3 separate regions of the Zea mays genome follow, and regions 1 and 2 are each linked to region 3. The links are chromatin contacts, called in public Hi-C maps. All regions are on one chromosome and are shown on one strand. The core of a region is the stretch at or near the end of the contact, and the rest is flanking DNA. Distances in the headings are between cores, read along the strand shown.

Region 1 (3,578 bases), core at 147-2,646, 190 kb after region 3:
CGGTACCAGCAAACGCAAGCAAACGTGGCTCGCTCGGAGTTGCGGATGGAGACGCGGAGTGGGTGGGGCAGGCAGGCAGGCGTGCGTACCTGTCTGCTTGATGAGGTTCTCGTTGATCCCGCAGCCGAAGTGGTTCCAGCTATTCCACCTGCACACCACAACGGAGACCCAAAAGGTCAATGTTTGCTTTTCTTTCGGAAAATGAGGGGGGCAAAAAAAAAGGTTTCACTCTCAAAATTAAAGGGACGGATGTCCCAGTTGCCGTCAAGGACTAGAGAAAAGACACATAAAGGACCACCACACCCACACCTCGACCGCGTCCTCCTAGCTATAGAGAGCTAGGTTATCTGACCAGTGTACATTACAGTAGTAGCATGCAAAGTAATCGTGCCGCTCACGCATGCCAGAGCCAAAACGAATGATGAATCTATCGCCCCAAACGCCACGGAGCAAGAAGGGGGCGCGCGCGAGTTGAGCCATGCCGGAAGGCAAGGAACAAAAGTAGTGGCTTTATTAAACGCTGGGTCAGGACTCAGGAAGGCAACGGAGAATGAAAGCCAACAAACACGAAGCAGCAAAAGTCTGCCGACGCTGAGCGCGGCGAACGGGACGCCGACTGACCCTGACGGCGGCCCTGACCCCGTCTCGCTTCCGACGCAAGCCAAGGACATGTCCGTTCCCTCCCTGACTCCCTCCCTCACCACGCGCCCAAAAGAGTTCATCTCGTCTCGGTTCCCCTCGGTGCCTCCGCCCGAGCACCGTCCAGCGTCTACGTTCCCTTTTTTTTCTTCTTCCCTGGATCTATTTATTTATTCGTTTGTTTGATTACAAACTCGTTTGGTGCTGCTCGACTGTTTGTTGGTGGTGCCATTTGTGGGCGCGTGCAGAGATCAACTGGGCGGGCAGGGCACCACAGCCCACGCCACGACGATGGCGCGGCAACAAACAAACAAACAAAAAAAACGCAACCGGGAACGAAGAGGAGGTGCAGCTACGGCGGTAATGGCGCCGCGCGCGGCCGGCGGAGGAAGGTATAGCAGCAGCGCTGCGCTGCAAGCGATGGCGGGCTGGCGGCGAGTGTGTACGTACCCCATCTGCGGCGTCCGGCCGAGGCCGTTCTCGAACGCGCGGCGCCGGGAGCGCCGGCCGCCCCGCCTCGCCGCGGCCCCGCGCAGCTCCTCCCCCGTCCAGTTGCCGACGGCGGCGGGCACCCTGGCCGCCTCCGACGACGCGACCACGGCCGCGGCGGCCACGACGAGGAGCACCATGGCGAGGGACGGCGTCCACGAGCTCGGGGCGCGCGCCATGGCCGGCACCGGCAGCTGCAGAGTGCAGAGAGAACGGAGGGGGGACTGGGACCGCTGGGTTGGGGTTGGGGTTGGGGCGCGTTGTCAGACACTGGGCACGCGCTTTACTAGACAGGCCGCCGCCTTATATATAGCCGCTGCCACGGTCGCGCGGCAGGTCCCACCGTGTCAGTAAATTTTGCTACGTTTTTTTAAATCTCAAAATACTGTTCTGATAAATACAGACTCGTCAGTGTTTACTTGTGTCGCGGGGCTCCCCGCTTTATCCGAACCAGCTGGCGCTCGTGCGTGAGCGACTTCTCGCCACAACTAGTATATTCGTAGCGGGGCCCAGGCCCAGGCCCAGCAGTCGGTAGAAGGTGTGCCGTGCATCAAGGGTGATGGCATCGCACATGCCACATGGAAAACCCATTCATTGCTCTCGTATCCTACTGGAGTTTGCGTGGCATGCTACAGCTCATGCACAGTCGTCCCGCATGAATTTGGATATGATGTGATGTCACGTGATTGGATGCCGTGATGTTTGTCGGAGCCCCGTCTTACCGTAACTGCAGAATCTACTCTCCATCGGTCCATTTTTTTATCTCGCTGTCAAAACGTGTTTAGCTTAAACCTATAGAAATATTTGCATGGTCTTGAAGTAGTTACTGGCTATCTAATCTAATAATATTAATAGCTTGTATATATTTCATCAATATTACACGTAGTTGACTCGTATAAAGAAGATCGGGGACTATTTTACGATAAAGAAAGTATTTGTGATAAATTTATTATAGAGATATATTCAATGGTCTATCTAATGATATCAATTGCATATCATATATATTGATATTTTTATATTTGATCGAACTCGAGTATATTTGCCCATCTGTACTTTTATTCTCGTTTTTCCCCCCGACATGCCTTCCACCTTTTATCTTTCGCACCGCAAGAGGACAAAGTGGTCAAAAAAGTAATCGCTAGTACAGACTAATTTATTAGGCCGCTTGGATTTTTAAATTTTTGTCCATTTCGACCAACACGCACGGCGTCAGAACGGTGCAGCGCCCTCCGCAGGAATCGTCAGAGTAAAAGTTAACGAAAAGATGCGATCCCATCTCAGCCGCGGTCGGCCTCGGGGCGCGAACGACTATTGCCTGCCTCGGGGCGTTTCATCACTGCGCGCCGCAACCGCAGCACAGGGAGGGAGGAGGCAGCGGCGCGGAGCGTCAAGCTCTAGGACATTGGTCGGCCGGAGAGTCGTGTTCCAACTTGGGGACGTTTGGTTTCTTTAGTACATGGATTAAAGTTTAGTTAGGAAATTAAAATTTAGTTCTTACCATATTTGTTTCTATAAACTAAAACTATCCAAAATACATTAAATAAATCATAAGATAACCAAAATACTCCTTAGTATTCTTCTATTATTAGTGCAAAATAAAGAAGATATAAATTGTGGAATTTATATGGTTTTAGTCTCTTTCAGTCATCCCTTGAGGAACTAGAGACTAAAACAGTTTAGTCCATGTTTTAGTCCCACCGTTTGGCAATTTAGAAATTAAATGACACTAAAATTAAAGGACTAATCTTTAGTCTCTCAAACCAAACACCAAACGAGGCCTTATTAGACACAGCCCTTTGCTTCTCATCCTCGTCCAATCCACTATGTTTACTAATTACGTCAATACATTTGATTGCACATGATATGTCATCGACTACATAGTCGTTTGGTTCATAAAATGTAACGTAAATAGTAACAATGATGATTCACACTTAATTAACGTAAAATGTCTACATAGTCGTTTGATGATTTACATTATGATTCATAAAATACATTTGAATGTAACGTAAATGTTCTAGTGTGGTGTCTTATTACGGTTGAACTTAACCAAACATGGTTTAACGCTACCGATTATCATTCGCGTTACAAATATGTGAACCAAACATCACTTAAATTGTAATGTCAGTTACTATACACATTAAACTTCATAAAACCGAGCAAATAATCCATTGGATGGTTTTCCATATGCGACACTCCATGTTGGCTACCTTTGTTGATGTGGTTGACCACCTTGGATACTTCACGCGGTTGTTTACCTAATTTCACAAAGTTTAGTGTATATAACACATGGTTTTATAGTTCATATGTTTTGTAGGCCATCCTAAATACTTTAGGGAGTTATATAAACTTTCTTTCTTTAATTTTGATCCTTTGTTCTAGGCTTTTATGAAAGCTTCATGTGTGATTTTGGTATTTGAGACAACTATTGGACTAATCTCTACTCTAGTATT
Region 2 (3,313 bases), core at 331-2,830, 140 kb after region 3:
AATGATCATAAACCATTTTTGAACATCTTACAGATGATATCTGATGTAAATATACACCTGACATGGAAACAGTCGAGAAGAATATAGAACGTTTGCATAAGACAGTTGTTTTAAACACCAAATCATTTAAGGTGTGGTCCAAAATATTGCATAATAAAGAGCGTATATATGCATGAATGTTTGCCTTCAAATGTTGCAAATACGCACTTGAACATGGATAAAATAGAATTTGAACGATGCATCTTTTGTCACTATAATCAATATTCATGTCTCAGGATTTCTAACGTGTCTGATGCATATGTTAAGTTTGAACTCGCATCAACAGAAGGCAAACCTCCAGAAGCAAGAGCCCCACGACGCCCAACACGAGTCCTCCAACTCCTATCGCGCCAATCGACTCTCCAAAGAGCAGTGATGCAAGGATAGCAACCGTCAATGGCTGCGAGTCAATGATGACCTGGAATGGAGAATCGAGCTCCGTAAGTGCTACCAGTTCACCAGGCCAAGATGGCAAGGCAAATACTTGCCTTGCCTGATGAGATAAAGAACAGGGCCGGAGTTTGGATTTCGCCTTACGCTCCCGAGCCCAGCCGATGTCTTCTGCAGTCCCTCCGCGAGAAAGCCCTGCGAAAGCAAGCAAGAAAAGGCACCGCCTTTTGATTCCAAGAAGCACAGAGGCACAGCTCACGTCTTGAGCTGTCAACACTCAACATGGCCATGATTATGCACCTGGAAGCAGGCCGCGTCGATGAGTCCGAACGCAGCGATGGCGAGCCAGGCCTCCCAGCCGGAGGGCTGCTTCCTGCCGCGCGCGGCGGCGAAGGCAACTAGCAGTGCGCCCGCGGGGAGCAGGCGTATCGCGGCGACGAAGAAGGGACCCGTGCGGGGTATGACCCCCTTCATGGCCACCATAGCCGTGCCCCAGAAGAAGAAGGGCGACACCAGAGATGCCCACTCCAAGAGCTCCCTCCCCGTAGGGGAAGCCGAAACCGCCGCGTCGCCCTCGCTCTTCCCATCGTCCTTTGACGCGCCTGCGGAGAGCGCGGGAAGGAGGGGAGCGGCGTCTTCGGCGCCGGCGTCGACGAAGCACTCGACATCCGAGCCAGTTCCGACGCAATCGAGCGAGTCAGCCGGGGCAGGAGGGGAGGGCGCGGAGGGAGGAGAGGATTCGCGGCGCGCGCGCGCGGCCGCAGGGCGGCGGGCGGGGGCGAGTGCGTAGAGTCTGCGGGTGTGGATGAGATGCGAAAGGCGGGGAGGAGAAGGGAGCGGGGCGAGGAGGAGGAGGTGGGCGGACGCGGGGCGCGCGGCGGCCGCCATCGCTGCCGGAGGCGGGACAGCGCGGGTGGCCTCGAGCGCGTGTCCGGATCCGGACTCCGGACGCGGGAGGCTGGGAGCCTGTGACTATGAGGCTGTGACGGAGGAGCGGGGCGCGGCCGAGACATGGCCACGTGCGACATTCTTCTTTCGGTCCGCCGTCTGCCCGCGATCCTGCGATTCGTGAGCAACCCTGCTCGCGTGCGCCGTGACCGCCGTCCGGGTTGAGGATGAGATTGGTGGAGGCATCGAGAGCGAGGACAAGCCATTGAGGCCGAGTCCAGGACACAGTTAAACCTCAGTGGAGATCTGCAGCCAGCCCTGGATTGACGACACGTACACTTGCACAAATCTTAAAGCACGTTGCCCGGTCTAGTCGTACGGCTCATGTTCGGGTCGGCTCGTTGTTGCGGCTACTCGGTTTGGCTCCATATATGGTTGAAATGTTGGCAGATTTATATCATTACTAGCTGAGTGACCGATTGTTGCAACGGAAATATATAATACTAGTATATTACGATAACTTATATATAAAATATATGTTATATTGTTATGAGAGAATGTTTCATAATCAATTTGTAATCCTAACCATACATAAATTTTGTTATTTTAATCTAATTGTTTCACCACTACATTGCAACCATCAGTATCATGCAGACTTCGATATATACCACGATTTGTATGGTCTCATCATTGGAGAGCACATTCCATACATGTCGGAAAAAATTTCCTCATACATCGTTAGTCATCAGATACGCACCACCATACTCTCGCTTAAAAAAAGGTAAGTGTGTGTTTGCGAAGAGAATTAAAGGCAGGCTGGCACAAAAGCTACTGAAAGGGAAATGTGCCCTTGGGCCATTTTTAAGTATTTTGGTGATTAAGTGTCCAACACAAGTGCTTAAGTGTTAAATTATGCCAAGGAATCAAGAAGTACAAATCAAGATTAAAGGTATGTTTCTAGACTTAGTACATTGTTTTGAAGACTAATGTATTGTGTCTAATTGCTAGAAACAGGAGAAACAATTATGAAGAAGTTGGCTGTGTACAGCCAAAAGGCTGCTCGGTCTGGGTGCACCGGACTGTCCGGTGGTGCACCGGACAGTGTCCGGTGCGTCAGGCTGGCTCTGGTGAAAAGGCCGCTCTCGGGAAATCGTCGGCGGCGTACGGCTAAAATTCACCGGACTGTCCGGTGAGCCAACGGTTGGGCGCGCCAACGGTCGGCCGCGCAATCCGCGCGTGACGCGTGGCCGAGCCAACGGTCTGAAGGGGGCACCGGACTGTCCGGTGTGCACCGGACAGTGTCCGGTGCGCCAACGGCTCCAAATAGCCAACGGTCGGCTGCGCCAAAACAGGAAAGAAATCTGCACCGGACAATGTCCGGTGCGCCAGGCGACAGAAGGCAAAAATTGCCTTCCTGGAATGCTCTCAACGGCTCCTAGCTGCCTTGAGGCTATAAAGGGGATCCCTAGGCGCATGGAGGAGTACACCAAGCATTCTCTAAGCATTCCTAAGCACCAAGGCTCCAATTCCGCGCATTCGATTCTTTGTGATAGCAACTAGAGCTCCATTTGAGTAGAGAACTCTTTGGGTTGTGTTGTGAGCTCGAGTTGTAACTTGTGTGCGTGTTTGTGCTCTGATTTTGTGTCTTGTGTGCGTTGCTTATCCCAGCCTTACTTCTGTGCTTCTTTGTGAACATAAAATTGTAAGGGCGAGAGGCTCCAAGTTGTGGAGATTCCTCGCAAGCGGGATATAGTAAAACAAAGCAAAACATCGTGGTATTCAAGTGGGTCTTTGGACCGCTTGAGAGGGGTTGATTGCAACCCTCGTTCGTTGGGACGCCACAACGTGGAGTAGGCAAGTGTTGGACTTGGCCGAACCACGGGATAAACCACTATACCTATCTGTGTTGATCTTCTTGTGGTTATCGTGTCTTGCAAGAACTCCTCTCTAGCCACTTGGCTTTATTGTGCTAACTCCTAATCAAGTTTTGTGGCAT
Region 3 (3,618 bases), core at 431-2,930:
CAGCCGGGGCCTCATGAGGATCTCCAGGGCGATGCTGACCCGCCTCTTCTCGCCGCCGCTGATCCCCCTCAGGTGCCAGTTGCCCACCACCGTGTCGGCGCAGTCCTGGAGCCCCATCTCGGCGATGGTGCCCTCCACCAGGGCCTGCTTCTCCTCCCTCGGCATGCTGTCGGGGAGCCGGAGACGCGCCGAGTACGAGATCGTCTCCCTCACCGTCAGCGTGCCGATCAGGTTGTCGTCTTGCGTCACGTAGGCCTGAATTTTTTTTGCAGATTGACAGTATTTTTCAGTAGCAAGAGGTGTGAGAGAGACGTTAGCAGATCATGATGGTTTGTTTGGTGAGCCCAGGAAAAAACAGAACCGGTACGGTGTCTCCTCACCACCCTCAGCCACAGTAGTGGGTGTGGGTGTTTAAACTCCAGTCACCAAACACACACCTGACAACAGAACGATCCATCAGGAGAACAGACGGGCGACAGCTAGCGAAGGCAGCATGTCGCCCAAATTTTGACCGGAGATGGCTACTGCTGCTGATCCAACAACCACAGATGCAAGGGCTGGCTTGATGCATGGCATCTTGTGCTGCGATCGCGAAGCCGCTGCCGAAAGGCAGCAAGGTTACAGAACCTGGCATGCATGGCATATGTGACGAGTCCTCTCCTCAGTGACCAAGATCGGCGATGCCGGAAGATCCAAGGAGAACTCAAGGTCACGTACGTACCGACGGCGAACCGGTGACACGAGGACGACGACGACGTGCGTACCGCGGCGCCGAAGGAGAGGTTGGCCTTGCGGCCGTTGAGGAGGACGGTCCCGTCGAGGAAGGCGTTGGCGGCGAGGCGTCCGGCGAGCGCGTCGAGCAGCGTGGACTTGCCGGAGCCGGACGGGCCCATGAGCGCGGTGATGGTGCCGGGCTCGGCGTGGCCCGTGAGGCCCTGCAGCACGGCCTGCGTGTCGCCGGTGCCGAGCGCCACGGTCACGGTGAGGTCCCGCCACGCCAGCCGCGCCGACACGTCCCCGAGGAGGACCCCGCCCGCCGCCGCCCTGTCGCGCCACAGCGTCTCGCTCAGCGGGCTCAGCACGGGCGCCGCCGCCGCGGCAGCAGCAGCGTTCCCCAACGAGTCCTCCAGCTCCGCCGCCACCGCGGCCGCGGCCTCCCTCCCCATCACGGCCACTGCCCCCTTCCTCATGCACGCCTCGTTAGTCTCCTCCGCTTTCTCTGTCTGTGTGTGTCTCACTCCCTCTCTCTCTTCTCGTCCTGGCAGCTTCACGCGAGAAGAGTGGCTGGCTTGTCGGGCCGGGCGTGTCCGTGCTGCAGAGTATACTCCTGTGTGCGCTTGGCCGCTTGCTCAGTTGCTGCTGCAGTGAGTGGCGAGTTTTATGAGCGGGAAGCAGTGGTGGATGCGAAGGCTGAAGGGAGTAAATGGAGCACCCAGAGCGGAAGTTATGACGGCGCAGAGGGGTTTGACCTGGGGTCAAGCGGTGGCGCAGGAAGCAGGGCGTAGCATGCGATGCGCATGCGGGTCGTGTTTGGCTTCGGCGTGCGCTGGGAGGACATGAGATTGAGATGGGTTCAAAACTGCATCTGCATGCGTCGCACGCAGCAAGATCGTGTGTAGGAGAGGATTACGTACGTACGTACGTCTGGTCTGGGTCGGCTGCATGCGATGCACGGACGGGCTGACGTGAGTGTGAGTTGCCGGTAGCCGTCCGTACGTCCTGTACGCATCATGGTGTGTCACGTACGTCCTGTATATATACTAGTACACTAATAAATAGTATTTGTATGTTGGCACATAAAGCTGGTAGATAAAGATGCAGAGAAGACGTTGGTAATCTCCAAGAGCTTACCTATATTTCCTATTTTAAACTCCATCTTATAACCAAGAGATACCCGAGAACAGTCTGATCATGGGAGACCCAGCGAGCATACTCCGAGTTTGGTTGAACGGAGGTGGTTTCACTGGTGTTGACGACGATGGTCTGAGCCGGCATTGCTTCGGCTCCGGTAAGAAGTCCCTCCATCTGCACCGCTCGGATCGGCGAGATGGCGACAGGACTTGGGCTTTCCACAACATGTAATTTGTTTTGTTGAGTTTCTCTGTAATCGGGATTTGGAAGGAAGAGGGGATGGTGGCAGTATTGGAGTCGAACGCCATGGCTAGATGAAAGAATTTCAGTGGTGGGCTCTGGTACCATGAAAGCTGGAATTGGTTTAAGCGTTTTCACCACACTTAGGTGGCCATAGGTTGCATGCATGTTAATATAGGCACCAATGGCTAGATGCAACAACACGTACAAGAAGCAATCAAATCAATCTGAGTTTATCCTTTCTATCTATAGGAGATTAATTATCCTTTCTATCTAAAGAAGATTGATTCGGTTGAAGATTACAGGAAGCTTCTAGAGAAAGAATCTCTAACAGTGTCAGTGTCGGAGGCACGATAAGGCCAACATGTCGGGTTGTCTGTCGGTCCGTCGCAATGAAATATCTTAAACATTAGAGAAAAAGATAATGCATTCAAATTTACAATGTATAACAAAAAACCCACAATGTTACATACTACATCACTAGTTCACTTGTTCATATCATAAAAAAATCACAAATCCATAACTCGAAAATTGCCATTGACAACGACAACAACCATTTCAGAACTAGACCACAAGTCAAAACTCACAAGATCACATGAAAGGCGAAAGGAAATCTCAAAATATAACTACAGCCTTAGTGCAATGTCACCTTGTTAAAAGCATTTCTAGATAAAAAATCATACTTCGTGAGAAACCTCTAGGAAGGAAAAGAGTACGACAAGTTCCTTCATGTTCAAACAATGCATAAGTATGTATTTGTCCAGTTCACTTTACTAACAAACAACATATAGGTAAACACAATAAAGGAGACCAACACCACCAATTAGCTCTTCCACTAGGCTAAGCTCCTTGGTTCTACAGTCCCTTGCCCTTCTTGACCTCATAATCCAGATACATGTGTAAAAACAGCTTCCAACTTATTGGTCTCCTTCTCCACATTATGATAAGCAGTCTCAGGTGATCCATTTCATTAGGCATCTAGTAAGGAAAAATAGAAGCACCTACAGGAACAATCCAGCAACAAACTCAGAGGGAGGGGGGCTATATATGTTAGTGTCTCGGGAAGGATATACCCCTAGAAGTAACTAAGACATATTCCGAGTATTTTAGTACAAGAGGCTATTGTGAGGCCCACTATGCTGGAACGACAACACCTAGGGTACCATGCCATAAGACTACATTCAATGGTCCCCGCCAACCTTCCCCTCCCCTTGTTGTGGCGGATACAGATCCACGCGAGCGCGTTCATTGGTCACCCCTACAACTGCTACAGTACAAGCGATGAGCACAGTACAACGCTAGAAAAAGGGTAGCGTTGTGCTGCCCCTTGCCTCGATTTCGGTGCACACATGTATTTGATAGTTGAGAAAAAATGGTAATGAATGATGAATGGGTAGGGGAAATTATATTTTATGGTGTAGTGGTGTTTTGGGGGAACCTTTATAGAGGGTGGAGATATAAGGGAAGAGAGATTGCTGGCGTGGGGGATAGTGGGATATTTGGGGAGAAATATAGAGGGAACCGTTG

What was found. Hi-C and Micro-C count contacts between places; a contact is called where the count stands out from the background.
Region 1: a Hi-C map of leaf shows a contact between it and region 3, with 2.8 times the contacts expected there. The contact joins the promoter of LOC100274554 here to the promoter of LOC103643414 in region 3. A contact is called at or near these places in 7 of 25 Hi-C or Micro-C datasets (bundle sheath, ear, leaf and 3 more).
Region 2: a Hi-C map of leaf shows a contact between it and region 3, with 9 times the contacts expected there. The contact joins the promoter of LOC103643415 here to the promoter of LOC103643414 in region 3. A contact is called at or near these places in 6 of 25 Hi-C or Micro-C datasets (ear, endosperm, leaf and 1 more).

Annotation. Positions count from the first base shown.
Region 1 is chr1:233,759,302-233,762,879 of Zm-B73-REFERENCE-NAM-5.0, forward strand. It overlaps LOC100274554, which reads right to left and starts at 1,397. Exons shown (of 15, transcript NM_001148909.1): 1 at 1,090-1,397; 2 at 90-148. The coding sequence starts at 1,307.
Region 2 is chr1:233,710,816-233,714,128 of Zm-B73-REFERENCE-NAM-5.0, forward strand. LOC103643415 (WAT1-related protein, chloroplastic-like) reads right to left here and starts at 1,581. Exons shown (of 7, transcript XM_008666593.3): 1 at 730-1,581; 2 at 577-624; 3 at 335-457. The coding sequence starts at 1,317.
Region 3 is chr1:233,568,989-233,572,606 of Zm-B73-REFERENCE-NAM-5.0, forward strand. It overlaps LOC103643414 (ABC transporter G family member 11), which reads right to left and starts at 1,681. Exons shown (of 5, transcript XM_020546746.3): 1 at 765-1,681; 2 at 1-255. The coding sequence starts at 1,190.